Regions from separate parts of the Siniperca chuatsi genome. Here region 2 is linked to region 1. A link is a contact called in public Hi-C data. All regions are on one chromosome and are shown on one strand. Each heading gives the region's core, a stretch centred on a gene start, on an enhancer-like site or on the middle of the called end of the contact. The rest is flanking DNA. Distances are from core to core; before and after follow the strand shown.

Region 1 (6,521 bases), core at 1,537-4,036:
CTTAAATATTGCAGCAAGCGATATTATGAAGTTAGAAATCAAGTGAACTTATTAAAGAAAATAGCTGAAAATTCAATGTGTGGGATACTAATACTTAACGACATTTTGTTTTGTAGAGATAATTTCATTAGTAGCCTGTTCAAATATTCCCACCACTACTTGGATTCAATTGTATTTATTGCTTTAGTTTGCCTAATGCTTCTACTAAATAATAAAGAAAATAGTAATGACTAATAAAAATCGGTAGATGATAAATAAAGAAAATTTACCACACTTGTTATTATTACATTTATACTGTCATGTGGTGACGATTTTGTGAATTTGACAGAGGATTTGAAGGTGATTAAAGCAGAGAACGAGGACATCTCAACAGCTGAAAACATTAAGGATATGAGCTGTGTCCGCAGTCATTCACTAATTCACTACTCACTATATATGAAGCTGTATGTAGTGGACTATATAGTGTGTTTGTTGGCAAAAGCTAACTAACATCATACAGTAGGTAGTTAGTGACCATCGATTGTACCTTACTTTTTACAATGCATTGTGGGATACTTTCAGTCCACTGTATAGATTCTAATAATCATCACTAGACATTCTGACAATATTACATAACGGCGAAGACACTACTGTATATAGTGGACCATAATGTGAATATTAGCGATGCTCTCTGCTCAGGTTGGTGGAAGGTGGAGCAACAGTGTGCAGGGGAATTATGTGAGCAAAGTTAGTTGTCACCAGACTAACTCCATGTACTAATATTAAGGTTGTAACTGGTCCCACCCCAACAGGTACAAACAGGTGAGGTGAGTTGTACAATATGTCAATCATACCTGCATGTGCCCACATCCTGACAGCAGGTTTAATAAGGCTACAGTGAAAACACCCTTAATTTCATTATCTTTCACATTTTACATATTTCTTCTGCAAATCTATTTCCATCCTCACACTAGATATTGTTTGGATATTGAGCGCTGTAAATTAGTAGTAAGTATAGAGTTAGTGTGTCATGGTCACCACGTTAAAAATGTGTTGATTGTGTCATTACCATCTACCAACACACAGACACTGCATGAAAAGCAGCTCAGTTTTATTCTGTGAGCTGTCCTGGATACATGTCACACCAGTTAGTTTCTGCACTGTGTGTGCGCGTGCGCGTGTGTGTGTGCGCATGTCTGTAGGTTTTACAGTCAAGCTCAATACTCACACGCCTGTGCACACACTCGCACAAAGCAACACAAATCCATACTAGCCACAGGCTCCTCTCCAATCTATTTTCTGCTCAGCTGGTTTTAAATGAAGTTATTATGACTCATTAAAATGCCCACAAGCTTGTGGAAGTCGGCCAATTACGATTTAAATTTAGCCTCCTGCTCTCACAACCTTATCTCCCCCCTGTACTACCCACCTCTCATACTGCCACGGGTTTTTTTCTTTTCTGTTTTGGGAGGGGGGTGTTTGTGATGCATTCAGAAACTGTTTAACAACCCCCCCCCAACACACACAGATAGCACACACACCTGTACATGCATGTAGACCAACCTGGTCAATGTGAGATAAGGCTATAGAACTTGAGATATAATCTGTGCAATAATTACATATCAAAGAATAATATACAAAAAAAGATTTTAAAAAAATCAAGCACGGCTTATATCAACATGTGCTGTCCAGATACACATAGCAGCGCCTCCTCCAAATGTGGCAGATACCACTAATTGCTATACAGAATTGCACAACTGGACCTTGCCAGTACCACACATGTACACTCTGACATACAAGCTGTACATAACTGAAGTTTTCCTTGGTAAACTTTGGTTTCCCTTTTTAAAACTCAGCCACACCAGACAGTATTTGCAAATACATTTCCTTGTTATGTTCATTTTGCAACGCATTAAAAGCCAGATGGGTTTGTCACATGTAACACACACAGTATTAATAAGCAGGTAGAGAAGTTCTACTACTTCCCTACACAAAAACATTTTTTTTTCTATTGACATTTGACTGCATACACTATACAGGAGTTTTTATTTATCTGGTAACTTAGAGTATAAATCTTAGCAGGGGGAATATGATTATGGTGATGTCACTGACTGGCTTTTTGTGTCCAGATAAGTGCCACAAGGACTCACAATCAGCTCAACCCTTCTGTCATCCGGACGGCATGAAACAGTCTGAAGGACCCTTTGCCTAAAAAAAAAGACACTCCCAGAATACCTGGAGACTAGACCGAACAATTCCACCTGATCCTGTTTTAGCCCCCTTGAGCAATGTTCACTATTCAGCCAGTAAGAGCCCCCCAAACACACACGACCTAATTTAACATCACACTCTAGAGCAAACAAATGTCTGCAGCCTGTGCATCTTCTCCCTCTTTTCAAGATAATGGTGAGCAGTGCGTGTGTGTGTGTGTATGTGTGTACAGTTTACCTCATGTAAGAGTGTGTGTGTGCTTGGTTTGTGTGTACACATGTGTTTGAGTGTGTGCGTTCTACAGTATCATTCGAATTTCCAGGAGAGCAAATTAATTGGCAGCCTTTTGCAATAATTGACTTTTACCACACACACACACAAAACACACACACACACACGCATCTAGCACACACAGCGAGCACTCACATCTCTCTTTCTCAGACACATACACACACATGCTGCTCGCTGACAACAAAGCTGCTGGGAGGAGGGAGGGATGATGAAGCGAATCCAAAATTCAATCGACTGTGTTCTTGTTTTGAGCAGAAGGCACAAAGTGTACTGTACTGTGAGAGGCCATAAAACTCTCACTCTCCACCAAAAAAGAAAAAAAAAACAGCCTTTGGTAGACACACAGACGTTTCAGCAATCACCCTCCATCAAAACACTTTGTCTCGCATACAAAAATAAGACTTGGCATCAGAGCGGAATACCAAATCAGGCCCATTAAGGGAGCACAGGGGCACTCACTACTTAGCAACCAAAAGGATTTAAAGCTGCAATATCCCTGTAATAAAAGGAATAAGATCAAGTCCTCCTGTTTTTTTTTATTCTTGTCTGAAAATAGAGAGGGCTGAAAAGTCAACTTTGAGCTTCCGTGTCTAACTTTGTGATTGACAGGCTTTAGAGTAACCAATACCACAGGAAAAGGACTTCAGTAATTTGATTACAAACTAATCTGCTGGAGCTGCTTGTTGGACAAAAGCTGATTACTTGTGGAATTATTTCATTTAGATTCATCTTTTGCACATCTTGTAAATAAGAGATTAGCTTGCACAGATGATTCTAAATTGTGTTACTTATTGTAGAGATTCTGCAAAGTATATGATTAAAAGTATATTTGTTAGTGGTTCTTTGGATTTTGGCCATTAAAGCAAGTAGATTTGCTAATGACAACTGCATAGTTCTGTACTGACCTTAACAATTCCACCTACTGATAGTCTATTGATTGCATTTCAAATTATTCATTTTAATTAAATGATTGTTACTATACTTGTATTTCTGCTTGTTTTTATATCAATATCGTGATTTTGCATTAATGTATTCCCTCATTCATTTTGAGACCATATACAAACAGGATCAATGTCAAGAAGAGTGACAGCCTAGTCTCAAATCTACATTTTTAACTAATCAGCTGAATCACAAAACAGGAAGAGGCCCTGTTCTTCCTGTGTAGACTTTGTCTGGGGCTATCGGACGGAATGAAAACTGCAAATAGAAAAATTATTTCTAAAATATTAATCCTTGTTCGGCATCAAAGTGTGACAGGGAGCGACAGGATTCATGGGAAATGTGTTGTATTTTTGGGATACACGATACAACTGAAATGGGATAGAATCTAACAAAAGGCTTGGTCAAGATATTTATTGGTTTACAGCAGTACCAAGGATACAGTATCAAATATTTTATGAGAATAAAAGTCTCAAGCTCAACCAGAAACCCTTAGAGGCTGCAACACCTAAATGTGTTGGATGGAACAAACAACATACTCAGGATTTTGCTATTCTTACCAGTAGTGGAGCTAAAAATAAAAAAAGGAGGATGGCGCTTTCATTGTGCCCACAATGAAAAGGGTTCATCCTCTGGGGAGCCTTAATGTGCAAATTTCATATCAATCAGGCCATTAGATTGTTATTTTTCTTGTGTATAGAGAGCCCAAGTCCAGATGTCATTTTGGGGCTAGCTGCCTCTTCCAGGAAGGCAGCTACAGGTGTCTGGTAGAACCACGCAGAGCAAAATGACATTTAAGGCAACTGGCCATCTAGTCTGAGTGTGCGTTCAGACACAGAGCTGTCAACCTGGTCAGCCAGAGACTTTATCACCCAGAGGATTATCCCTCACATACTGTTTGGCCGGGCTATTTTTAATGTTTTATTTCTTTAAAAACACTGCGTTTCCAAGAAGCCCGCGGCACAGGTACACTGAGTTCTGGCTAAGGAGCGCAGCTGCTCAGAGCAACACGTTAGTCACATTTGCTCAGGACAGAAGTCTAACAAGTCCCCCCAATCCTCTGGTAAGGAAATAAAAATATCAGTCTGACAGCAACGGCTGATGCTACAGTATTATAAGTCGACCCCTGCACTGTTTTGCCTCTCACTTGTCTGTCCCCGACGTGCCCTCCTCTCATGTAATGCAACCCAGTTGAGATTTGTCCAGCTGCATAATCCCAGTGGTGTTTGGAACAGTAAATCAACCGGCCAGGGGAAGTATTACAAGAAGTGCAGGGGAAGGGGGAGCTTTAAGTTGCAGAGAAGGAGTAATGTTATGCTACTAAAGCATGAGCTACTACTGTTTATCCGCTCTGTATGTCATCCTGTGTTAATGTACCCAGGGAAACAGCAGTGATATACGTGTGTATGTGTGTGTGTGCGTGCACGCATGCAGGACAGAACATCAGCTGTGGTTAAAAATGTACATGCAAACCGCTTAACACTTTGGGCCATACTTTTATTTTTTTTTCTGAACTACTTCTTTTCCTACTACTTGCTTTTAATAGCACTTTCCCCCCCGCCACTCCTCCCTCCCTTGAGTCTCCTGTCTCTCCTCTCACTCATGCATACATACACACACACACACACACACATTTAGGAATTTGTGGCCTGGAAGGCAGTCAAGTTTCATTAATTTCTGGGTTTGGGTACAGTACAGTGTGTTCCTGGACTCACATCTGCGAGCGATCATAAATGCTGGAATGCTGGCAGAACATCCAGACCTGCCGGCACAAATATGTCGTCATCACTGTGAGGGAAGAGCCGGCATGACGCCAAAACAGCCGACCAGTCGACAGCCAAACAGCCAAACAAACGCCACGGAGATAGAAACGCAGACAAAGAGCAAAGGGAAACAGTCCTCCCGCCTCGCTGCGTTCATATCTAAATTCTTTGCATTTTTTCTCATCTAAATGCTCTGGACATTTAAGTGGGCATTTTACTCCCACACTCAGATTGGGATCAGAATGGAACAAAGCTTTTAATTTTATGGAGCCAAGATGAACATCTGGTCAGGGACAGAAGGAAAACTAGACTTTTGGCTAACTCTAATAATGTTAGTTAATGTGTACTGTTCAGGTCAAATAAACTATAGAACAAAATTTTTACAGTTAGATGTTACTCAGGTGCACAGACACTTAGAGTAGATGTTATTTATCTGTATGTAGCATACTTTTCTCTCTATAAAATCCATTTGGTTATTTGGTAACTTATTTTTTGAATTTTCTTTCCTTAATTCAGCTTTACATCAGGTTGTGTAATCATGTCATTGCTTTTTTTGTCACTCTCTGGTAGTAAGAGTGGAAGAAGTAACATATTGGTTATTGCAGTCTTTTTTGACACTGGGGCGGCGCTATCGTCAGAAATGTTCTATTTCTAAACATAGTGGCTTTAAGTAATCTACTTATCACAGCTTTTATTTTTTAGCATAAGACCAACCAACAGGGAACATAATGCTATGCTATCAACTGAGGTGTCGTAAAAGTCGTAAAAGAATTCCCTTCCGGCTGGTCTGAAACGCTATTCTAAACTGCAAACCTCACTCTGTAAATACACTGTACTGGCTGACTAATGCACAAACCAAACACAGGCATACCAAACAGATGAAGCCTGTGTGACACACCATCACACAGTGCTAGCATATGACCCGAAATGCCAGGAGATTATCAAGTAAAGTCATGTTTCCATCAATAATGTAGAAACTCTGAGATAATGTGTTTGTGGGTAAACTGTGATTGAGCTTGTGTGTATGATGGCTAAAGACCAGCTGTGTCTGAAACAGTTTACGCACTATAAAGTTAATTATTTTGTGTGCTCCAAATTCTCTAGTGAGAATTATTATATTCTTGTACAGGGCAACCACTTCTGCCATAAGTTCCTCCAAATGCCCCTCTGGTTAGCAACTACATCTCCCATGACGTTCTGACTGCAGATTAATTTGATCTGGAGCTGTTGAATGCTAACAAAATAATCATTGTTAAACTTTGTTAAAATTACGTGTTCTTATTAGTTGGAAGTACAGTTTACCTAAAAATTGGGCTTGACATCTATGCCAATACCATT
Region 2 (6,267 bases), core at 1,626-4,125, 68 kb after region 1:
AGACAATTTGTGAGCCGTCCAACAGGCTCACCCTGCATACCAATCAGTCCAACATATGTTATGTTAAAAAGATGTCTTCATTCGGTTATCTGATGGGGATGTACACAGTTAAACAAGTGTGAACTGCGGTTTTTCACTGCTGCTTGGCTCACAAAGACCGTCAGCAGCCTTTCTGAAATTAAATAGCATCTTACTCAGTATTCCCATCACAGACGGGAGCAGAGAGCAGCGGCCAGAAATGGATGGAAAGGAAAGCAGGACGAGGAAAAAGCACACAACGCTGCAGCACCAAACACCCTGCTCTGCTCTTAGTCACTAATGTCGAATATCCAAATGAATGATTGTCCCTGTGACTGCTGTTAACTTGATTATCCAAGTTAGCAGGGCAACATGTTGCTCCACCTCATATCTACAGCATACTTTGACCATACACTAAAATAATGAGGAGAGGGTTGAATTAAATAGTCTCACCACTATATGTACTTTATATGAATGATTGTCTCTGAGACTCCTGTTAACATGATTATTCAACTAATTATTATGACCTACACTGAAACAATGCTCTCTTTATTACTACAATTAAATAAACAGTCTTGCCACTATATATACTCTAAATGAATGGATGAATCCATTGACCCACATCCTGGATGAGCTCAATGATGTCCAATTTTTATCTACTCAATCTATTCAATATATGAGGTTTTTAAAGACACATTTTGTAGGCTCATTTAGTTCTGTTCATCGTGTTCTATTTAGAACATTTTCATTTCCTTTTAGAATCGCCAATTTAATTTTCAAAGAGCTTAATATTCATTTCAAAAATGAGGAATAAAACGAGAAGTTTGTGAGCACTTCTTTTCTTTCCTCCCTGCCTGAGAACAACGCACACACAGACTCGAAAGAAAGAGGAAATAGCATCAGTCTTCCAGCTAGACGAAGACTTGAAAAAAAGAGGTTCAACAATTATTCTCAGATATCTAAGCTCGCTTCAAAAACCTACAACCACACAAGCCTAAATCTGAATACACAGGAGGTAAAGGATGCTGGCAGCTATTGTTTGCAGTGAGGATCATGGAAAATAAATAGCATTGCCGGCTTTTGGGACTGCACAGTTTGTTTTTTCATTGATAAAATCGATATAGGAGCTAGGTAATGATGAAACCACAGGTTCTCATCTGACTGAGATCAGCCTCTCGGTCAACAGAGGTCATGCCTAAAACCCGACATTATCTTTATTACAGGTATGCCAATAGCTGCGATTTATGGCCCCGTAAACGATCAATGCTTGATGCGCTCTGTGGGCTATCAACCAAGCGGTGGCTTCACTGGGACACAATGTAAAGTTGCTGTTTGGGGACTTTATCGCGTCTGTTAGCTTTCTATTAATAAAGGACAAGGCTACGTGCGTCTAGACAGCATTAATATTGGCCAGCCGCACCAGACAAATTATACAGCGCGTTATGCATTATGCAAAACATCACGCACTACATTAAGTACATTAAGCCAGGAGAGATTTTCTCGCTGGACGACAATGTAGACCGCTGACAATAACCACATTAGGCCGACTTCACAGAAAGGCAGCATAATCAATCTGATCACGAGTTGTCTGCCATAGCGCGCCTTGGCGACCCAGCCACAACAAGAATAAACAGCGTTCAATATTCCAGACCACGAGCCACACTGACAGACACAAATGTGGAGAAAGCAAAATGGTACAGCGTCTCTAAGGGGCACAATCAGAGACACTGAGCGTGCTAAAAAGTATACACGAGGCAGACAGCTGCCAGAATCTCTCGCCGATTCAAGCCAGCTCTCCTCTGATCATCGCACAGGTGGACTTTGTTTGAGGCAAGATGAAATACTCAAATACTGGCTCTTTACAGCTAACGAGAAGGAGGTGTGATCTTGAGAAAGATACCTAAAGGATAAAGGGAAAAAGAGTGAAAGGGGAAAGAGAGAGATCAGACAGTCTCGATAACAAATCAATTTGCCCTTGCATCTGTTACCAGTTCCCCACCTCACAGTATGCTGCGCGTGCTACTGCAAGCCGATTATTGGTAACCAATCAAACATCTTTGCCTGTCAATCAATTGTAGTCTGACTGTACAGTGACTGGATTTTGGCTTGTTTCGAGATTAAAGACCAGTGTCCCCAGTCCTCATCATGATGTCATCACGGCTAAATAAACCACACTGGTGAGTCTGGAGACACAAGGACGGACAAGAGTGTCGTTGTCTAAAAATTGCATAATTTCCATCAAAACGAGCAAACGCGATTTCTCCAGTAAAGTCACATGGGGGGCGTCATATGTTGTCTGGGTCCCGGTGAAACAGCCAGACCTCACGTCCTCTGGCTGCGATCTCCAGCATACTAAACCAGACCGAGAGGAGGGGGGGGGGTTACGTCAACCTTAACATCTCTACAATAGACTACCGTGCGTTAATGCAAACTTCAACACCTTGCAGCGCAATCAGGTAAACACTTGTTTTCATCCAGCACTCCGGTGCGCAGATCCAACTTGCGTGCCAAAGTCGCGTTTACTGTTAACTTCAGCATGAGGTTGAACGGGGACAAGCAGAACGATCCCCAGCGTTATACATGCATCAAAACATCCACATGGTGAATGAAAGTACACAGAGAAAACAGTGGTAGACACATGCAGAGTAGCGTGTCTGGCACTTGTCGCCGGGAAACTGCAGCTGCGTTTAGCCCGGATTGGTACTCACCTAAGTTGCACGTTTTGATTCCGTATAGTGCAGGGGGAGTGGGGCTACAGCATAGTAAGGCAGTTCGCAGTACCCGCTCTCTCTACACGCACTAACTCCTTTCTTCTCTCGCCTTAGCAAATCAACACGGCGCTGACGTCAACGCAGCCAGTCAGCCAGACGAGCAGCAGGCAGGCGGGCAGCCGGCGCTGCGCTCCAGCCCATACAAACACTAAGAAAGTGAGACACCTAGGGGGCTGTCTCATGTCAAACGGCTGTGTTACAGTATGGCAGTGAAAGGTTAGCGACACTGCCCTCCCTCCAGCTGTTTGAATGCACATATAGCCTATAGTGGTTCTCAAACTCCAGCCAGGGGCAGACTGAGGAAAAGTCAAGTACTCCTGAAGCCCCCCTCTAACCATTTTCAATCCATTCATTATGTTTAAGAGGCAGCAGAGTACAGCACAGGTGAATGCAAAGGTAGGATAGGGGGAAAAAAAGGCATCTGATCCATCCTCCACGACATGAGATTAATTCCGAAGGTGCTTAAAAAAATAAATAATATTGAACATTCAAAACCAGATGAAAAAATTAAATCCTGCAAAAACTTGACTGAGACAGTATTAGGCTACTAGCAAGCCAAACAAATGTGTAGAAAAATGCTCACACACCAAGTTATCTCATCTCAACCGGTTAAAATCTGGCATCTCAAGATGTTAAAAGTGTTCACGTTCATTTTCAATACATAACTACACCGTCTTGTTCATTTCCAATGTCTTAATATATTAAGAACTGGGAGCAACTGGGGGTGATTTAGTGGAGGACTCCTGTGGCCTGACCACTTCTATTTTCTTTTGTTGTATTTTTATGCTATATTAGTGCCCCTGTTCTGCTTCTCTCTGTATTCAGACTATTATTTGAATAAACAATTTCATTCTTAATACAAACTACTACTACTATTATTGATAAATCTGACAATAGTATGTTAAAGAAATGCAAAACCATGAAAGACATGGAATGAACAGATTATATAAAGTGGTTTAGAATTATATTATTCATCACTTAAATCCAAAATGTTCCAGCAGGCTACAGATTCATCGTCCCTCAGTGGTGAACCTGGCATGGCCCGTCCAGAGCAGACATCATCGCTAAGCAATGATCATGTGACAGACAGATACCTCAGTTAGAATCGTGAACAGATGCAATAGCCATATGACCACTTATGACAACAACGTAAGGCATGGGTCAGCTCTTATGTTCAAAAAGAGTGAGCCTTGCCGTGCCAGCCAATGCCGTGGAAGCATCAGTCAACATTGTTGTGATAGCACAGCAAATTTCAACATATTAATATGCTTTTAACTTGACTTAAGATGTCTGTATTGATCCTGTTAAGATGCAATAACTTTGTGTGTAGAGAAGTAAAGAGCTTGTGTGATTGCAATGTAATACAAGCAAAAACACATGGCAACAATCCCAAGCTTAATCTAATATTGAGCTTCCTGAAATTTGATTTTTGTAAAAATGGCAAAATAATTAAGCATTGGATTCAAATAATTTCCCAGAATCAAATGTCATTTTCTTGAGTCTATTGCAGAAGCAGTCTTGTTTTAGGATACTGACACTAATTTGAAGAAAAAACATGAAACAAAAAAACTGCACTGGGAACAAGTTTCATAAAAAATACGTCCTGAATGATCAATATAGTGAACCTCTTTCAGACGGATGGTTTTGCAGTGCATTAACAGACTTTAATTGTTTCTCAGCATAGCTTTAATTTTCCTCTTGCTTTTTTCTATTGACCAATAACCAGGGACGCAGTGGATGTTACACCTCATTATTGTTTGGCCTGATATAACTCTTGGAGTCTTTTATAGTAAAAGCATACTTTAGAGCTTCTCTGAAAATAAAGTTGATTGATGTTTTTGCCTTAATGATGATCACTGACTGGAGGCTAGTCTTTACCAATTTTACTATATTTTAATTCTGTTGTTATGTTCCCTTTAAGTGCTCCTTGTAAGCTCTACTTTGAGTTCCTAAAGTCACAAATACAAATTGTCCCACATTTAAGTACTTTTGTCAGTTTGATTTAAAAATCATGGCTGCAGCAGTAGAAGGAAGAGGAGAATACGAGCACAATGTGTATGTAAATTTATATCTTTGTTCTTTTGTATAGACATTTATGTTCCCCAGATCCTATTGGCTTTGTTGACCACAAACCCTTATTTAATGCCACAAGCAGGTCAAAGTTTTCAATTATCCCCTGAAATATCTCAACATCTACTAGGTGGACTGGCACATAATTTATGATTTGTAGATGATGTATCCTAATGACCCTGACTTTTTGTATAGCGTCACCAGCAGGTTGACATTTCTGGTTTTGACTGAGAATTTGAGTTTAAATTGAATTAAACTAAATATTACAGTTTGTTGAATAGATACGATGAAATACATACATAAATGACTTCGGTCAATGGTTCAGGCACATGTCTCAGTTCATAGCCAGACAGAAAACACTGAGGTCAAATAGAATACATTCACCACTGACTGACTGGGAAAACCCAGCAGGTAAAAATACATCCAACTGAGGGCTGCTGAGTTCCTTATACGAGGAGCTTTGCCAGGTGGTGCAAGAAGAACAATTTGCAACCCAACTGCAGTAAGACAAAGCTGGGAGGGCCTCGTCATCCAGGATGATGAGTTTAGTCACCTTCGTGCCTCAGGCTCACATCAACACTTCACTGACTGAGGCTGATAAAATGGAAGCAATGGACAAGTCAGGTCAGAGTAGACTATCTGAGGGAGACGTTCAGTGTCTGCAACAGATCACTCACTGTGTTCAATCAATCAGCAGTGGTTGACAGCACACTCAGGTTTGTGGTAGTGTGCTGAGAAGGAAACATTAACATTAATATTAACAAATAACAATAGATGTCTATGTCAGTATTTTTCGTTGTGTTCAGGAGCTGCCTACTTTGACCTAAAAAGGTCTTTTGACTGACATTCAAAGCAACCAATGACAAAAGCTTTGGCATGACATTACACAGCAGTTCAGTTCTACTTTAAGTCTTCAAAGCTACAACAAAGCTTCTTCTATAAATCCTCTCAAACACAGCCTTTTTATTTTTGTTTGGCATTGATATTCCTGATTCAAGAGATTCTATATTTTGATTTCTGAACTGGTTTGTCATGAGTTTCCCAGTGACTGAAGTAACTGAGTACCTCTGACAGTCACCATCATGCAGCATCTGTTAGACTGTAAAGGCCCCAGTATGCTTTAAAAGAAATGATTGTCGGATTGTCAAACACCACCTGAAACCCCTTTTGCAGTGATTTGCGAGGGAGTTGCATGTGTGAAAGTAAGGCAGAGTTTGAACAAGCTCTCTTTTTCATTCTTTGCACATCTACTTCCTTCACTTCCTGTGCACAACTGAGTGCAACACCATGAATGCCTTCGAAGAGACACGGTTCATTTGTACGATTTATTGTGCTGAGACTACACAGACATGCAAAAGACACAGAATTCTTGGAGAGAGATCGGGGAGGCAGTTGGACGCAGCCAAAG

The links. Hi-C and Micro-C count contacts between places; a contact is called where the count stands out from the background.
Region 2: a Hi-C map of liver shows a contact between it and region 1, with 2.6 times the contacts expected there. The contact joins the promoter of zbtb16a here to the enhancer-like site in region 1. A contact is called at or near these places in 2 of 3 Hi-C or Micro-C datasets (liver and an unstated tissue).

Annotation. Positions count from the first base shown.
Region 1 is chrLG14:22,418,790-22,425,310 of ASM2008510v1, forward strand. The region is part of intron 3 of zbtb16a (zinc finger and BTB domain-containing protein 16-A); the gene reads right to left. Among protein-coding and RNA genes, the nearest start is that of zbtb16a, 67 kb to the right of the region's middle. Within about 2 kb of position 2,787, the one cell type or tissue checked has an H3K27ac peak away from gene starts, as active enhancers do. A contact at or near this core is called in liver, where this site is marked.
Region 2 is chrLG14:22,486,615-22,492,881 of ASM2008510v1, forward strand. zbtb16a (zinc finger and BTB domain-containing protein 16-A) reads right to left here and starts at 2,876. Exons shown (of 7, transcript XM_044221764.1): 1 at 2,727-2,876.